3 separate regions of the Zea mays genome follow, and all the other regions are linked to region 1. Evidence: chromatin contacts called from public Hi-C data. All regions are on one chromosome and are shown on one strand. The core of a region is the stretch at or near the end of the contact, and the rest is flanking DNA. Distances in the headings are between cores, read along the strand shown.

What was found. Hi-C and Micro-C count contacts between places; a contact is called where the count stands out from the background.
Region 2: a contact with region 1 is called in a Hi-C map of leaf, with 5 times the contacts expected there. The contact joins the promoter of LOC109939172 here to the promoter of LOC100284362 in region 1. A contact is called at or near these places in 2 of 25 Hi-C or Micro-C datasets (ear and leaf).
Region 3: a contact with region 1 is called in a Hi-C map of bundle sheath, with 2.8 times the contacts expected there. The contact joins the promoter of LOC103635342 here to the promoter of LOC100284362 in region 1. A contact is called at or near these places in 9 of 25 Hi-C or Micro-C datasets (bundle sheath, ear, endosperm and 3 more).

The regions. Positions count from the first base shown.
Region 1 is chr8:72,275,655-72,280,669 of Zm-B73-REFERENCE-NAM-5.0, forward strand. It overlaps LOC100284362 (aspartic proteinase oryzasin-1), which reads left to right and starts at 1,905. Exons shown (of 13, transcript NM_001157257.1): 1 at 1,905-2,527; 2 at 2,641-2,701; 3 at 3,988-4,082; 4 at 4,198-4,310; 5 at 4,563-4,731; 6 at 4,815-4,854; 7 at 4,945-5,009. The coding sequence starts at 2,147. It overlaps LOC109941436 (a long non-coding RNA gene), which reads right to left and starts at 3,991. Exons shown (of 2, transcript XR_002264072.2): 1 at 3,906-3,991; 2 at 2,766-3,767.
Region 2 is chr8:72,675,734-72,680,748 of Zm-B73-REFERENCE-NAM-5.0, forward strand. LOC109939172 (sugar transporter ERD6-like 6) reads left to right here and starts at 2,365. Exons shown (of 18, transcript XR_004851970.1): 1 at 2,365-3,263; 2 at 3,382-3,471; 3 at 4,916-4,975.
Region 3 is chr8:72,571,692-72,576,706 of Zm-B73-REFERENCE-NAM-5.0, forward strand. It overlaps LOC103635342 (putative rRNA methyltransferase), which reads left to right and starts at 2,700. Exons shown (of 11, transcript NM_001363596.1): 1 at 2,700-3,237; 2 at 3,708-3,755; 3 at 3,846-4,001; 4 at 4,088-4,131; 5 at 4,932-5,015. The coding sequence starts at 2,764. It overlaps ERA1 (GTPase ERA1, chloroplastic), which reads right to left and starts at 2,562. Exons shown (of 9, transcript NM_001363285.1): 1 at 2,146-2,562; 2 at 1,397-1,542; 3 at 1,129-1,269; 4 at 934-1,047; 5 at 709-834. The coding sequence starts at 2,500.

The DNA.
Region 1 (5,015 bases), core at 655-3,154:
CTGCAGTGGCGAAGCCACCAGGGGGGCCGGAGTGGGCCTGGCACCCCCCAATGGCCCAAGCAAATCAGATTAATAATGTATTCTATAGCCCATTATTTTGCTGCCAGTTTATTATTTGGTAGTCTGAAGCCCTTAATTTTTGGCCCAACCAAGTGGATTAGTTAAGCTGGGTAAATATTCTTCTTATCCGATGATAGATAAATTATTGAGATTACTCTTAACTCTTCCTGTGTCAACTGCGACCACAGAGAGAGAGCCTTTTCAACTATGAAATTTGTGAAGACACGTCTTCAAAGAAAAATGGGAGATGCCTATTTACGGGATTATCTGGTCGTTTATATTGAAAGGGAATTAGCGGCAATGATTTGTTCTGATGATATTATCAAGGTCTATGATCTAGCTAATACACGTAGAGCTAAATTCAAAATAACTGAGATGTAATTTTATTTAGTTTGACAAAATAGATGATGTTTCATTATACTGTTTTTTAATGAAGATTATATATTAATATATACATTGTAGTTGGTTCTCTTGCCATTTTTATATTGTGTCCTTGCTGGTTTGGTCGCTTGGAGGCTAAGCCTGCCCCCTCTGTCTTTGGATCCTGGCTTCGCCTCTGGATGCCTGGGTGCGGATTTCGCGGCGGCGGCGGGCGTGCGGCGTTGAGGTAGCGGAGGGTTTCGCTGGGGAGGGCGTTGCGGGCTTAAGGGCGTGCGAGACGACGGGATGCGCGGGGAATGCGTTGCGGTGGACAGGCGGGCGTGCGGAGGTTTCGCGCGGCCGGGCGTGCGGTAGCGGGGGAGGGGCGCGGGGGCAGTCTACAATCCATCCTTAATAGTTAGTAGAGATAGAGATTTTGCAGATTTCCGGTTAGCTCTACCGTTCATGTATTGTATGTATTGTATGGCCGGATATAAACCATGATTCCACGAATCATACATTTATCAAATATCTAGGTACATAGTGGGTTGGCGTGCACGCGAGGGGTGTGCGGTGCGGAGCAGAATCCCGCGCCCAGCAGCAACGTGCCGCTCTACTCACACGCTATCCTACCCCGCTGTCTACGCCGGCCGGGTGTGGCCCCAAGACGAGTAGGCCCACCACCGTCGGATGGAGGGAGCCACGACGACACGAGCTGGGTACGTACGGGCTAGTAGCGCATGCCATTGCCATGCGTCGCGTACTCACGTTAAACAGCACAGCACGACAAGGAGATTCCACGGAGTATTCATGCAAGCTATCTACGTGTCGCTCTCTACGCTAGCGGGTCGGGTTGCGGGTTGCCTACCGTAACTTTATCAGTGTCACAAAGCAAAAACCCCGCCGGCTCTTTTTTTTTTTACAAAAGTGCTCTTACTCCTAGGTTTGCGCGTGTTCATAGATAGACATGGGGTCAACATGTACCTACTGGTGTTTGAAAAATGAAAAACTATACTAGCATATAGTATCCTTTAATTGAATATAACTAAACGAATATTTGTTACTTGAAGGCAAAGTAACCGGCAGGCACAGCACCGGACGCGACCTGCTACTGATCGTGATCGGGCACTTCACTTGCTGGGTAGTGGGTACCCGACCCGCGCCAGTTCTGACCCCGGGCACGAGACGCCCCTATCCTCAACCAACGGCCGATCTCATACGTCCACTGGATCCGACGGCCAGAAGGGCGCGTGGCCCCACCCCGCCTGCTCTTTATACCCGCCGCCGCCCCACCACGCCTCCGCTCCGCAGTTGCTGGCACGTCAGTTGCTACCTTTCTCTTCTGCTGCTCGCCCTCGGTTTCTGGTGAGTTCGCCGCTTCTCGTGGACTCGCCTTGACTGCGTCCGGCGGTGTCTGATGCGTGCTGATCTGCTTGTTTCCGCGCGTTCGTAGTTGTAATCCGCCTTTGATCCTCGATCGATCCGATCTGCGAGGCTTTTATTTTAGACGTTGTAATAAACTCCGCTTGCAACCGCACCGAACTAATCGCGCCAGTATCAGTTACTTCTAGGAGCAGTCCTCCCGTTGTTCCAGCCAGCGCTTTCCCCATCGGCCAAGGATCTGTGCGATCTAACTAAGTCCCCTTCGAATCTCCCCACGGTCTAGGCTAACTCCGTCTCCGCCGCTCGCCGTCGGCCCCGCCTTCGGTTGCTGCAGATCGCGACCATGGGACCCCGCGGCGTCGCCCTAGCGCTCCTCGCGGCGGCGCTCCTCCAGGCCCTCGCCCCCGCGTCGGCGGCGGCGGCGGCGGCGGCGGCGGCGGGGGGCCTGGTGCGGGTCGCGCTGAAGAAGCAGCCCGTCGACCAGAACGCCCGCGTCGCCGCGCGCCTCTCCGCTGAGGAGAGGCAGCGCCTCCTCCTCCGCGGCGCCAACGCCCTGGGCTCGGCCGGCGGCGACGACGACTCCGACGTCATCGCGCTCAATAACTACATGAACGCGCAGTACTTTGGGGAGATCGGCGTCGGGACGCCGCCGCAGAAGTTCACCGTCATCTTCGACACCGGCAGCTCCAACCTCTGGGTGCCGTCCTCCAAGTGCTATTTCTCGGTGCGTCCTCGTCCGTTCCTTCGCCTCGTCGAGGTTTTTTAAGGGTCTGGCTGTGTTTTTTTTTTCGTGCTAAGACTGGACACTGGAGTGTGTTTTTCGGTTATGTGATGCAGATCGCTTGCTACTTCCACTCGCGCTACAAGTCAGGGCAGTCAAGTACTTATAAGAAGAACGGTTTGACTCTTCCTTTTTCTTGATACCGTATTTTCTCTATTTGCTCACTGTGGATTGAGATCTGCCATTCTGCCTGACTTATTCTCATATGTTTTTTTTTTCTTTCCCATCTATAGTGCTCCCATGTTATATGATCATGCCATATTAAAATTCGTGTTCTTGTGAAGGGAACACACACAAATGACAATATATGTTGAAAGCATGACAAGATGTGAAAAAACTAAACTTATATATCGGGCATCATTCTATGACCATACATAGAATGACGCATGGTCATGAATTGAATGCTAAATTTACTCCGTTTGAGCAGAGACACATTTTCTTCCCAGTTCTAACATCACAAATTCCCTTTTTATTTTTTGCTCATGTAATGCTGACAGTTTACAAAATCCTACTTTCTTTGGTCTGCCTGCTGCATGCCCTACTTTGTATTTCTAGAATATTTACGGTAAAACAGAAATTTCATCATTCATGGTTGGCAACATCAAAACAAAATCTGTGGTAGCTTGGTAATCGGAACATCTATGAAAAGGACATTAAAAGCACCTGATGTAGATGCAGTGCAAATTTGTGTAGATGTAGCGATGTGGAGCCAGCATTCAGGAATGATGACGACATTTTGCAGTAGCTTTCTTTTTTGGGCTTGATTATGACTCCTTGAATTCAATGGAAACACTAGAAGTTGGTATAATAATAACTTCAGCGTGTGACTCTAGCACACCTTACTCTGGAAATAGTCAGCCTTATTTTTCTTGTAGCATGGATATTGAAAGGTTTGCCCCTTCTTGGAATGTATATGACCTTGTTTTATCATACTAGTTATTTTTTTAAAAATAATCTTTTTAGTCCAAGCAAATTGAGGTATGCTATGTTTCAAAGGCGTCTCCTAGGTGTCCAGGAGTACCCAGCTCGCCTTGGGAAACCGTGGCGCCTTGTCTCCTAGGCATCCAGGTGGACACAACACTCGCCTGGATGCCTAATTACCTTTTAAACACTATGCTAGATATGAAACCCAACACGAGCCACCAGGAATGTACAATAAAAAAGAAGATAAAAATCATAAAACCTCCAGCTCTTCGTATTGGGCTTTATGTATGATATTTGTTTGTTTCTGGACATTGACTTGTTGTCTTGTCTCATCACTCCAGGAAAACCTGCTGCCATTCAATATGTACAATGAAAAAGAAGATAAAAAGCATAAAACCTCCAGCTCTTCGTATTGGGCTTTATGTATGATATTTGTTTGTTTCTGGACATTGACTTGTTGTCTTGTCTCATCACTCCAGGAAAACCTGCTGCCATTCAATATGGAACCGGTGCAATTGCTGGTTTTTTCAGTGAGGATAGCGTTAAATTAGGTGATCTGGATGTGAATGATCAGGTTAGCGCGCACTTGGATTTGTTTGTTTGTATGAAACAATGCTCTTATGTATACTTTATAACGTGTTCCATATTCATTCAACTTGGAAGTAATTAATATTGTGTTGCTTTATTAGGAATTTATTGAAGCTACAAAGGAGCCAGGCCTTACCTTCATGGTTGCAAAATTTGATGGCATTCTTGGGCTAGGCTTTCAGGAAATATCTGTTGGGAATGCAACACCTGTGTGGTAAGCTTTTGTGGCCTTCAAAGTTCAGATTGTTTGCTCCCATCTCTTTAAATTACAGTAAGAACAATGATTATTCCTGTGTGCATCTAGCTTTAGCTGCTGTTAAGATTTTGCTGTATCTAGCAAGAATAGTAAGATACGTGATCATGGTATTGTAGAACTTCATTGCATTTTGGTTTATAGTTTGGGAAATCTGATTATGATATACTTAGCACATCTGGCATGTGGTCCCTAATAACAAACAAATTGCAGGTATAACATGGTAAAACAAGGTCTCATCAGTGACCCTGTTTTCTCTTTCTGGTTTAACCGACATGCTGGTGAAGGAGAAGGTGGTGAAATTGTGTTTGGTGGAATGGATTCTAGTCACTACAAGGGTGATCACACCTATGTCCCAGTCACTCAGAAGGGATACTGGCAGGTTGGTTTTGTTTCTTGTATTTTTTAATCATTTCGTTTTTTGAATGTATATCTGGGTTTAAAGTGTACAATTTGTTGATGCAGTTTAATATGGGTGATGTCCTGGTTGATGGAAAGTCCACTGGTAGTGCAATGTTCCTCTCTTCTTTGTTATTCTATATAATGTCTCATGTTAATGAGAAATATAACTAAATGCGTCATCTACCGTTGTCAGGGTTTTGTGCTGGTGGTTGTGCAGCAATAGCAGATTCTGGAACTTCCTTGCTTGCTGGCCCCACAGTAAGT
Region 2 (5,015 bases), core at 1,115-3,614, 400 kb after region 1:
ATTTATTCTAATGTTGCCATTTTTGAGTAATTCATCAAATATTTTATCACATTTACCGACATTAAATATAAACTTAACCTCCTCTTGCCGTTTCTTTTGAACCGGCTGCAAGTTTGGCCTGTTTTGGCCAAACCATTTCAGCCGCGTATACCTCTGCTGATTCGTCATCCGAGCTACTCTGGTCGCACTCTACTATATGCACATTGTGACGAATTGTTTTAGTAGTTTCTTTGCTCCAGCTCTCACAAGCCAAAGCTCTTTGATGTAATTGTGCTAGCGTAAAGAACTGGATACCTTCTATTCTTTCTTTTAAATAATATCATAGTCCATTGAAGGCTAATCCTGCTAGCTGTTTTTCCGCTAATTGTATTTGGAAGCATCGGTTTCTTGTATCCCGGAATCTCCGGATATAGTCATTAACCGATTCGTCTTTCCCCTGTCGCAAGGCCACTAGGTCTACCAAATCTAACTCATAGTCACCGGAGAAAAAGTGGTCATGAATTTTTTGTTCTAACTCCCCCCATGACAAAATAGAATTAGGAGGTAAAGTGGCGTACCATGCGAACGCGGTTCCTATTAAAGATAATGAAAATAAACACACGCGAAATGCTTCTGTGTCGGCCAATTCTCCTAATTCTTGGTCACCCGAAATTTTTGCGAATTCGGGTATCCTGGTGCCCTGGGGGTATGGGTGGTGATCAAATCGGCTGTCATAAGGTTTCTGATATGATTGCCCCCCAGACACCATGCTTACTCCGATCTTATCTTGGAACGCCCCGGCTATTTCCTCCCTCACTATATCGATGGCAGCCGGTGGGAGACCACCGACTCTCTAGTTAAACATAGGTGGGGTTGGCTGGATATTAGCATGTTGTCTTTCCCCCCATTGGTTTGAGCTATGTGGTGCATTGCCATTTACCCTATCTGGCTCATAGGATTGATCGTTTCTTTCCGGCCTTCTAGGCGGGGCTAGAAAGTTCTCCTGGGCTCGGGATTTTGTATTAATGGGCTGATGCATTGCATAGTGTGATGGGAAGTGTTGCTGGGACGGGTGAGAATTCAGGTAATAATCCTTCTCAAAAAACTCATGTACGGACTGTCCGGACATGTACCCGGACCGTCCGTGATTATATGCGGACCGTTTGTCATTGTATGCGGACGGTCCGACCTGGTAGTTTAGATTCTGTGTCATATGTTGTGGCTCGGGTGCATGCTGGGTAACTCATTAAAAATGGGCCCGGCCGTTGCTGGCCCGGACGGTCCGCGCTCACGTGCGGACGGTCCGGGCATGTGCAGATCGCTTGATTTACTGTCGATTTGTGGTTGCTCAGGGTATGTGTCCATCGACATCCCATAAAGGGGTTGTAACTGGTCGTGACAACCTATAGCCGATGTATTACGCGTGTTACCCTATAATTCAACCTCGTGCGAAGGAAAATTTGCGATACTAGATTTATCAAATGCACGTACTAGTCTCCTATAATCGTTTTGCATACCCCTATGATATTTTGCATTTGTTCTCGTTGTTCATCTACATAATTCTTAAGAGATTGTAGCTCGTTTGTATTACTTACATTGGGTCGGAGCGAAGCCGGATCCGTCGCCCGTTGTCGGACGACTTTATTGTTCCTGTCCACCTTGAAGTTAGCCAAAAACTTCGCTTTTGCCTCTTGTATCAGATGCTCCTTGTGCTCCTCGAACTGGAGTTGTTCGTCAGCCGGCAAGGTTTCCCAAGTCGGCTCTATAATGTTGTTGGGGGAGACTTCAGAACTATCCATTGAACCGGCCATTGAGGGCCGATTTGATAGGTCTAGATGTGTGTTCCCCAGCGGAGTCGCCAAAAAGTATGTTGACACTTTTTTCGGGCGCCAATCACTCAACACGAACCAGCGGCGGTGCTCTCTGCACAGGGGCGGACGGTGCGGCCTGGTGCGAGGCTAGGATTTCCTGCCTGACGACTGGACGGTCCGCGCCCTGGGACCGGACGGTCCGCGCGTGCGCAAGGGCGGCGGAAGATCGTCGGTGGCGCCTGGATCTCGCTCTCAGGAGGGACCCTGTCGGGGAGGAGAGATCCTAGGTGATGTATAGGCTCGGCAGGCCGACCTAGACTTCTCTAATTGACGTAGAGTCGAAGAGAAGCGAAGAATTTGAAGATTGTAAGACTAACCTAGAACAGAGTAGAACTACTCCTAAGAATAAATGTAAATTGTATTGATTGAGGGTTCGATTGATTGATTAAATTGGCCGTATTTCTCTACTTTTATAGAGAAGAGGGGCTGGATCGTTACCAACAAAATTCCAAGCTTATTCCGAGGAAACTCAGAACCCTAATTTATTCTGCGCTTGCGCGGACCATCCGGTCCAAATCGGGACACTCATTTTGGCACCCAACAGTACGCAAGTCAGCGGCTGCGAGGGCAAGGACGGCGGCAGGAAGCAGAGGAGAGGAGCGCGAGGAAGCAAGTGTAGATGGCGTCGACAGCGGAGGTCTCGAGCTGCTTGCTGATAGAGGATGGAGCGCGCGAGGGAGTGGAACGGAGGGGGAGGCGGCGAAGGTGGGGATCTCACTGGAGGCAATGACCGTGGCGAGAAGGGAGTCGCCGACTAGGCAAGGCGTCCAGGAGGCCGGACGCCGAGTCCTGTCGCCTCGCCTCGCCTGTGACAGTGACAGTAGTCACAGTGCCGAGAAACGGCAAAACAACACGGCCAACATGACATGTGGATGATGAGCTGGTAGTCATGTCCAGCTCAGCTCAGAAATGGGACCCCGGCGAGACCTGCCGCCTATCACGAGTTTCACGACGGCGACTCGGCTTGCCCATTCAATGGAGGTGGTGGGTCTCCCCCGTTTCGTCTCCTGCCATTCGTCCTCCTCCTCCCCTGTCTCTCTCTCCATCCATCCAATCCCACCTGGAGAAAAACGAGACAAATCAAATCTCGCCGCGAGTTGGGCGCTGAGCGCGGGCGCCATGGCGAGCAACAGCGCGCCCGGCGCCGGCTACGAGTGCGGCAGCGACAACGACGGCGGGCTGCACAAGCCGCTGCTGCCCAACAGCGGGAGCTGCCAACGGACGGGGTCGCGCCAGCCCAGCCTCAACGCCGCCGGCACCTCCTCCAGGGCCGTCCTGCGCGAGTCCCACGTCTCCGCCTTCCTCTGCACGCTCATCGTCGCGCTCGGCCCCATCCAGTGCGGCTTCACAAGCGGCTACTCCTCGCCGACGCAGGACGGCATCATCCGGGACCTCAACCTCTCCATCTCCGAGGTACCTCCTGGCTGCAGTTTCTACGTCCTAACGCTAGCTTTGTCTTCACGCTCGGCTCGGCGCGTTCGTCTCAAAATCAAACGAACAAATAATTGATGGAGCTCCGTCGCCTCCCCAGTTCTCGGCGTTCGGTTCGCTGTCCAACGTGGGCGCCATGGTCGGGGCGATCGCCAGCGGCCAGATGGCCAAGTACATTGGCCGGAGAGGGGTGAGAAACAACTCTGCTTTCTTCATTTTTCTACGACTTGTTTCCTTGCAAATGTCTCAGAAAATTGTTCTGTCAGTTTCGTGGTCTATGCTGCTCGGGCCCATTTTTGGGTGGGTGGTTTTGATGACTCTGTGCAGAGAGGGTCGACAGCACCACTGGCCACTATCCACTACTTAAATTTATCACGTTTTCTATATTTAATATGCCTAAATTTTAAAGATGATTTCAAGCAACACCTTTATACCACCAATAAATTGTTATTTTTGCGATTTTTATTTGTCTTTTGTGGCATTGTATATCAATTTCTTATTCTTGTCTGACTACAGAAATGATTGTAAACTATTATTTGTTTTTATGCCAACATAAATAAGATTTTGAAGGGTTTGTGGTTTTGTCCGGTGGAGTTTTTATTCACGGAACCAAAAATCACAGACTGTATCTACAGAAACTGCAATTTTAAATTTTAATTTAGGGGGTGTCTAGTTACAACCCAGCTAAACTTTAACCCTTTAACCTCAAATGTTTGAATGATAGTTACGGATACAAATATAATTTAATTATAAAACAAATTACACAAATAAAGAATAAAAGATTATACAAATTTATTAAACCTAATTAAGCCTATATTTAATATTTATAATTCATATTCAAACCTTTGATGTGACAAGAATTAAAATTTAGTTCGGGAACGAAACACCTCTTTAATTAGAGTGTAGACTTAAGTGCCCTGAACAAGAAAAAACTAGAGTAGAGTAAATGCTGTTTGGTTGCGTAAAGGTAACACACACGTCAAAGGAAGAGAATCAAAGATTACGCGCTTTTTGGTCCGTCATAAGAAAACGATTACATGATTCTTCTTTTTTCTGTTCATTCATCCGTGGTAACGGGAAACCTAATCAGTTAACGACCAGATCGGCTGTGATAGATTTACTGAATCTTGGGATCAGTTACCCTGCTATCACTTCACGATGTGATTGGATCACGCTTTGAAAGATGCTCGAACCATGTAATCATTTAGCCTAAGATGATGTTTGGTTCACGTATTGTAACATAAATGGTAACGGTAATGATTTACACTTAAGGGCTAGTTTAAGAGCCACAAAACTGGAGGGGATTAGAGGGGCTAAAATCCCCTCCTTATTCAGTGATCGCGGTAATAACTTTGAATAGATTGGTTTCAATTTCTAGTGTGGTATCTGATTACGGTTATACTCAAACAAACATGATTTAATGTTTTATGTTACCATTCATATTCCAAATATGTGAACCAAACAGTACTTTAAAAGACAACAAAAATAACTTTGAATAGATCGGTATCAGTTTTTAGTGTGGTATCTGATTATGGTTAGACTCAAATAAACATGATTTAATGTTATCTGTTACCATTCACGTTACAAATATGTGAACCAAACAGCACCTAACTAGCTTGGTTACTGTTTCGCAGTCATTGATTATTGCAGCGGTTCCGAACATCATGGGCTGGCTTGCAATCTCCTTCGCGAAAGTATGGTGCTAAGTGTGTCAGTTTATTCCCACTCATTGCT
Region 3 (5,015 bases), core at 1,450-3,949, 300 kb after region 1:
GGTGATAACACTGTACTAAAAATCTCTCAGGGTGTTCGCTAGCTATATCCTGAAACATGGTGAACCACATGGATAAGTACATGAACAAAATATGCCTATTAATCTCAAATAATCCCACGTAGTACAGCATCTAACAAGAAATAGATGGGTTCAACTGAGGAAACATATTACAGAGCATATGCTCCTCAACTACAGAGCGACAAAGAGGGTGATAACACTGTAGTAAAAGGGTGTAAACCTACTGCTTAGCATCAGCTAGACGAAATAAAAATATGTCGGGGAAGTTCCTATTCTCTGGCTTTTGAGAAAATATTTCTCCACAACCCAGTTGTACCAGCCTGGCAAGAACATAGTAACCATTGCATGCTAATTCTTACATTAGCGGTTTCAAGTTCATATTGTTATAAGTTCACTAATACTAGAAAAAGAAAACCACTATGCCATCTGCAAAAGGATGATTTGCCAATGCATCCATCCATCAAATTAAGATTAACACAAGATTTGTCGGATTCAGCACTAGAATAGGCATATCAAGTTCAACTATAATGATATTCAGGAGCGCACTCTTTACCACACAGACAAAAATATTTACTAAAATGTTCTGAGCATCTGAACTACTCTCTCTAAGGACAGATAATGACATTTAAAGGTAAGCAAAGCACAGAGGAAATGCCATTATATAAAAATATATGAATGATTTGCTAATACCTTGGGGTAGTAAGCAGGACCCAGAGGGAGCTTTGACAATATCCACTCCTTGATATCATCCACTCCATGACCAAATTTAGCACTTATTGGTATAACATCATCAACATTAGTAAATTTTTGGTACCACTGTTAAAAGAGTCGTCTAGAAATCAATACCGTCTTTATGCAGAGGAAAGCACAAAAGAAACAGGGAACCACCTTTCGACAATTTTATAAGGTTCGCACCTCAAGTTTCTTTGCGATTTCTCCGGGTTTTATGAGATCTTTCTTGTTCAATACCAGCAGTACAGGAAGTCCAATATCTTTGTTTCCAACACCTTCTTCAAGCATTTCATCAATCTAAAAGCTCAAAGCTTACAAGATGTAAGGTAAAATGGTTGAATGTTAGGATGGATTATTCTTTCTTACTGCTCGCAATACCTTTTCAGGAGTTTTGCAAGCATCAGCAACAACAAGCACACAGTCCGCACTGCCGATAGCGCTCCTAACATTCTTCATCATCATACTGTCCAGCTTATGCATCTCCTTTTTAATAACACCAGGAGTGTCATAAAGTATAATCTGCAAACTAAACGATAACTCAGATTAGCAGCGAAAAGCAACATGATCCACTTGATGCTAATGGGGTTATGGGACCGAAAACTTCCGAGGATCTTAATTTGTATTGAACTGAATTAAATTCTGATACCTGGTACTCTGGTTCAGAACATATACCAAGAATGCGATGTCTTGTCGTTTGCGGTTTATCTGTTACAATTGAAAGTTTCTGACCAACCATTTGGTTAATAAGTGTGCTCTTGCCAACATTTGGCTTCCCCAATACAGCAACATAACCTGAGGAGACACCGTATCAGTACGCTAATCATCCAATGTGGATCAATTTCCTTTCTGCCCCGTTTGGATCATTAGAATTGAATTCCATTCTAATAATAGTAATTTAGCCATATATCAATTAAGCTAATTCAGTTTTATACAAAATATATTTGTATACTGTTATTAGCAAGATGTCGGAGATATTTATGCACTATATTTTTACTATAGAGGAGTGAGACGAAAAGTGTCACGTAAGTTACAGAGTAGAAACAAATTCTACTACTGTATAAAACCATTTCCCATCCCTCACCCCATGAATTTGAGATAGACTAATATCTGAACTTTGGAAAGTGGTGGAATGTCAAATTCCAAACTAAATAAGTTACTTTATTGAGTGAATTCCAATTCCTCGAAAATGAAGGGATCCAAACGCCCCGTTCTGGAATTTTGACGAAAATGCTCCTGCGCATCGCAATGCAACTTTGCAAGCACCATAATTTTACTTTACGAACTAGGACGAAATTTGGCTAATAAAATTTATAACTAATTGCATGGCGTCAATTCCTAAGCTTAAAAAATACTAAACCCGAGTAATTTCAAACGCACAGAAGTGAGGAGCCTAACCGCTACGATGATTGGCGCAAAGAGAGGTGCCCAGTTCCTCCGACTCGTACTCATCCAGCAGCGCCAGGCTCCGGTCCGGCTTCTCGATGAGCTCCAGGCGCGGCCTTGTGCTCACCGCCGGTTCAGCCTCCTCTTCCATTTCTTCTTCCACCATCTCCTCCTCTTCCACTCCTGAATAGGTCATAATCGCATTGCACACAACCCCAGCTCCATGCTTCAGTCTCGAGGCATGGATGCGTCTTCCTCGAAGCACACGCGAGGAAACAAAATCCGGTGGTAGGGAAAGAGCTCTACGGGAGAGACACGGCAGCAGCGGTGGCGGCGCGACGAGCCGGAGCGCTAGGCCAAGCTCCATCCCGCGAGAGTGCAGAGTGAGCAGTGATGTGTCGACGTGCGTCCGCCATTGGGGATAAGAAGGGAGGCGACGAGACGTTTTCAGCCCATTTGTAAAGGCCCATAAAAGGAAAAGGCCTAGCCCATGAGCCGCTCAACGGCCTAACCGCCACGGAGCCCTCCGACAAGGCAAGCACCCAACCGCCGCCGGAGCCCGGAGCAAAACCATCTCCAAAACCCTAGCCCCCATCCCCTCGCTGGAAAGTCTCGTCGGCGGCCGCGGAGATGGGCAAGGCGAAGGGGAAGCAGCGTCAGGACAAGTTCTACCACCTAGCCAAGGAGCAAGGGTATCGGAGTCGCGCGGCGTTCAAGCTGCTCCAGCTCGACGCGCGGTTCCGCTTCCTCCTGACGGCGCACTCGGTGCTCGACCTCTGCGCCGCGCCGGGAGGGTGGGTTCAGGTGGCCGTCAACCATGCCCCAGTCGGAGCCTTCGTCGTCGGCGTCGACCTCGTTCCCATCCGCCCCATTCGCGGGGCCCACTCGCTCACCGAGGACATCACCACCACCAAGTGCCGCGCCGCGGTGCGGAGGCTCATGGACTCCAATGGCGTCTCCGCCTTCGACGTCGTGCTCCACGATGGGTCGCCCAACGTCGGTGGTGCCTGGGCGCAGGAGGCCACATCGCAGTCGGCGCTAGTTATTGACGCACTGCGCCTCGCTACCATGTTCCTCGCCCCCAAGGGCGCCTTCATCACGAAGGTAAAAGATTCCACAGAAGAAGAATGCTCAATGTTGCAGTTGGCACTCTCACTGGCTTCAATTTGTAATTCAGCGTGATGCTTATTTTTCTTCAAGTATGTGAATGCAGAGTATCTTCTTTGAAAGTACACAATAAACACGCCCTAAATTATGAGTGGCAGCAAGCTATCTTGACATTTTCATCTCTAGGCAGATGTGTTCGTGTGTGTGCATGCCTTATTAGATAGTGCACCTAGGGTTCATAGTGGTTTTGTATTGCACGGACAATGAAGCAGTATTGAATTATCCATTCTTCTGACATATTGAGTGGTTTTGACAGTTTATACCTTCTTACAGAGTTGTCATGTGTTTTATTGACTCATCTCCTTCAGCTGTTGAATCAGCTTTCCTTCAGTTGTGAATTACCTTTTGTTGTTCTCATTGTCTCACATTTCAATACATGTTTAATCAACTATTCTTTTCTTCAACAGGTTTTTAGGTCTCAAGATTACAACGCTATTATGTACTGTCTTAAACAGGTGTGTGCATTCATTAAATGTTTTGTAACACTTTTTATAATTTTTTTGTATTTGGTTAATTGAAACATCAAATATCATCTTGTCTTGCAGTTGTTTGAGAAGGTTGAGGCAACTAAACCTACGGCAAGTCGGTCTACATCTGCTGAAATTTATATCATCTGTCTGAAATATAAGGCTCCCGCAAAGATTCAACCAGAACTTCTTGATATAAAGCACTTGTTCAGTGTGGTTCCAGAACAGACCAAAGTATGTTGAGCCACCTGTCATCTGTCTAGTTTCTTTTCTTTTTTCTGCTAGCATACCTTGATTTTGGAAATGTTTGTACTCTGCAGTCTAGGGATGTTATGGATGGTAGGAAAAAGAGACACCGTGATGGGTACGCTCCCTTGTCACACCATTGCTGGAGTTTGCCTGCTTGTTTTCCTTTTCCCCTTCTGAAAGTATGCATCTTTTTTATATACTTGTTAGCATGATTAGCAGTGTTCACATCATAGTGGAGTATAATGTTGTACCTATATCTGTTCTCACATTACATATTCAGCTCTTACGTTCATTATAAGTTTATAACACTAACAGTCTGTTTTCCAATACCCTTATACTGCTCACATTTAAATAGGTGCATTGCTCTTGGCACTGTGAAAGTTTACCAGTTACTCTGGTATTTCGTTTAAGCAGTTGAGATGTTTGTTCTCACCAATTCAGCATTTTTCAAAGTCACATAATCAATTAGGCATTTCTAGTTTGAGCCAGAAAACTTTGTGTTTTTCTGTCCTTAGGGTAAGCAATGAACAAGAATTAACAGTTTGTAGAATTTGTTCAACAAAAAACCAGTACACCACACTCTGGTTCATGTATGGTGCATTGCCAGTAGTGTTTATGTTCATAAGAGTGGGTGGGTGTTCATGTTGGCTCACTGCAGAACTTTTCCCGTTTTTATTTTCATTAGAGTGGCCACATGTTTATGTTGGCTCACCAAGCCTATCACAGCCTTTTTACTTACCCATTCTTGGAGCTGGTTTCATTAAAAAGGCATATGCTGTTCTTTCTATGTTGAAAACTTTGGTGGAATATACCTGTAGAAGTTGTAGCTTTAAGTTTTTGTTATACAAAACCATCTTTGATGAACAATATGGCACAATAGATTGTTATACACTGATATCCATAACATGTATGTAGGTATGAAGAAGGGAATACGACATTACGGAAAGTTGGTTTGGCATCTGATTTTATATGGTCTGATGCCCAGGCGCCACTGGAGTT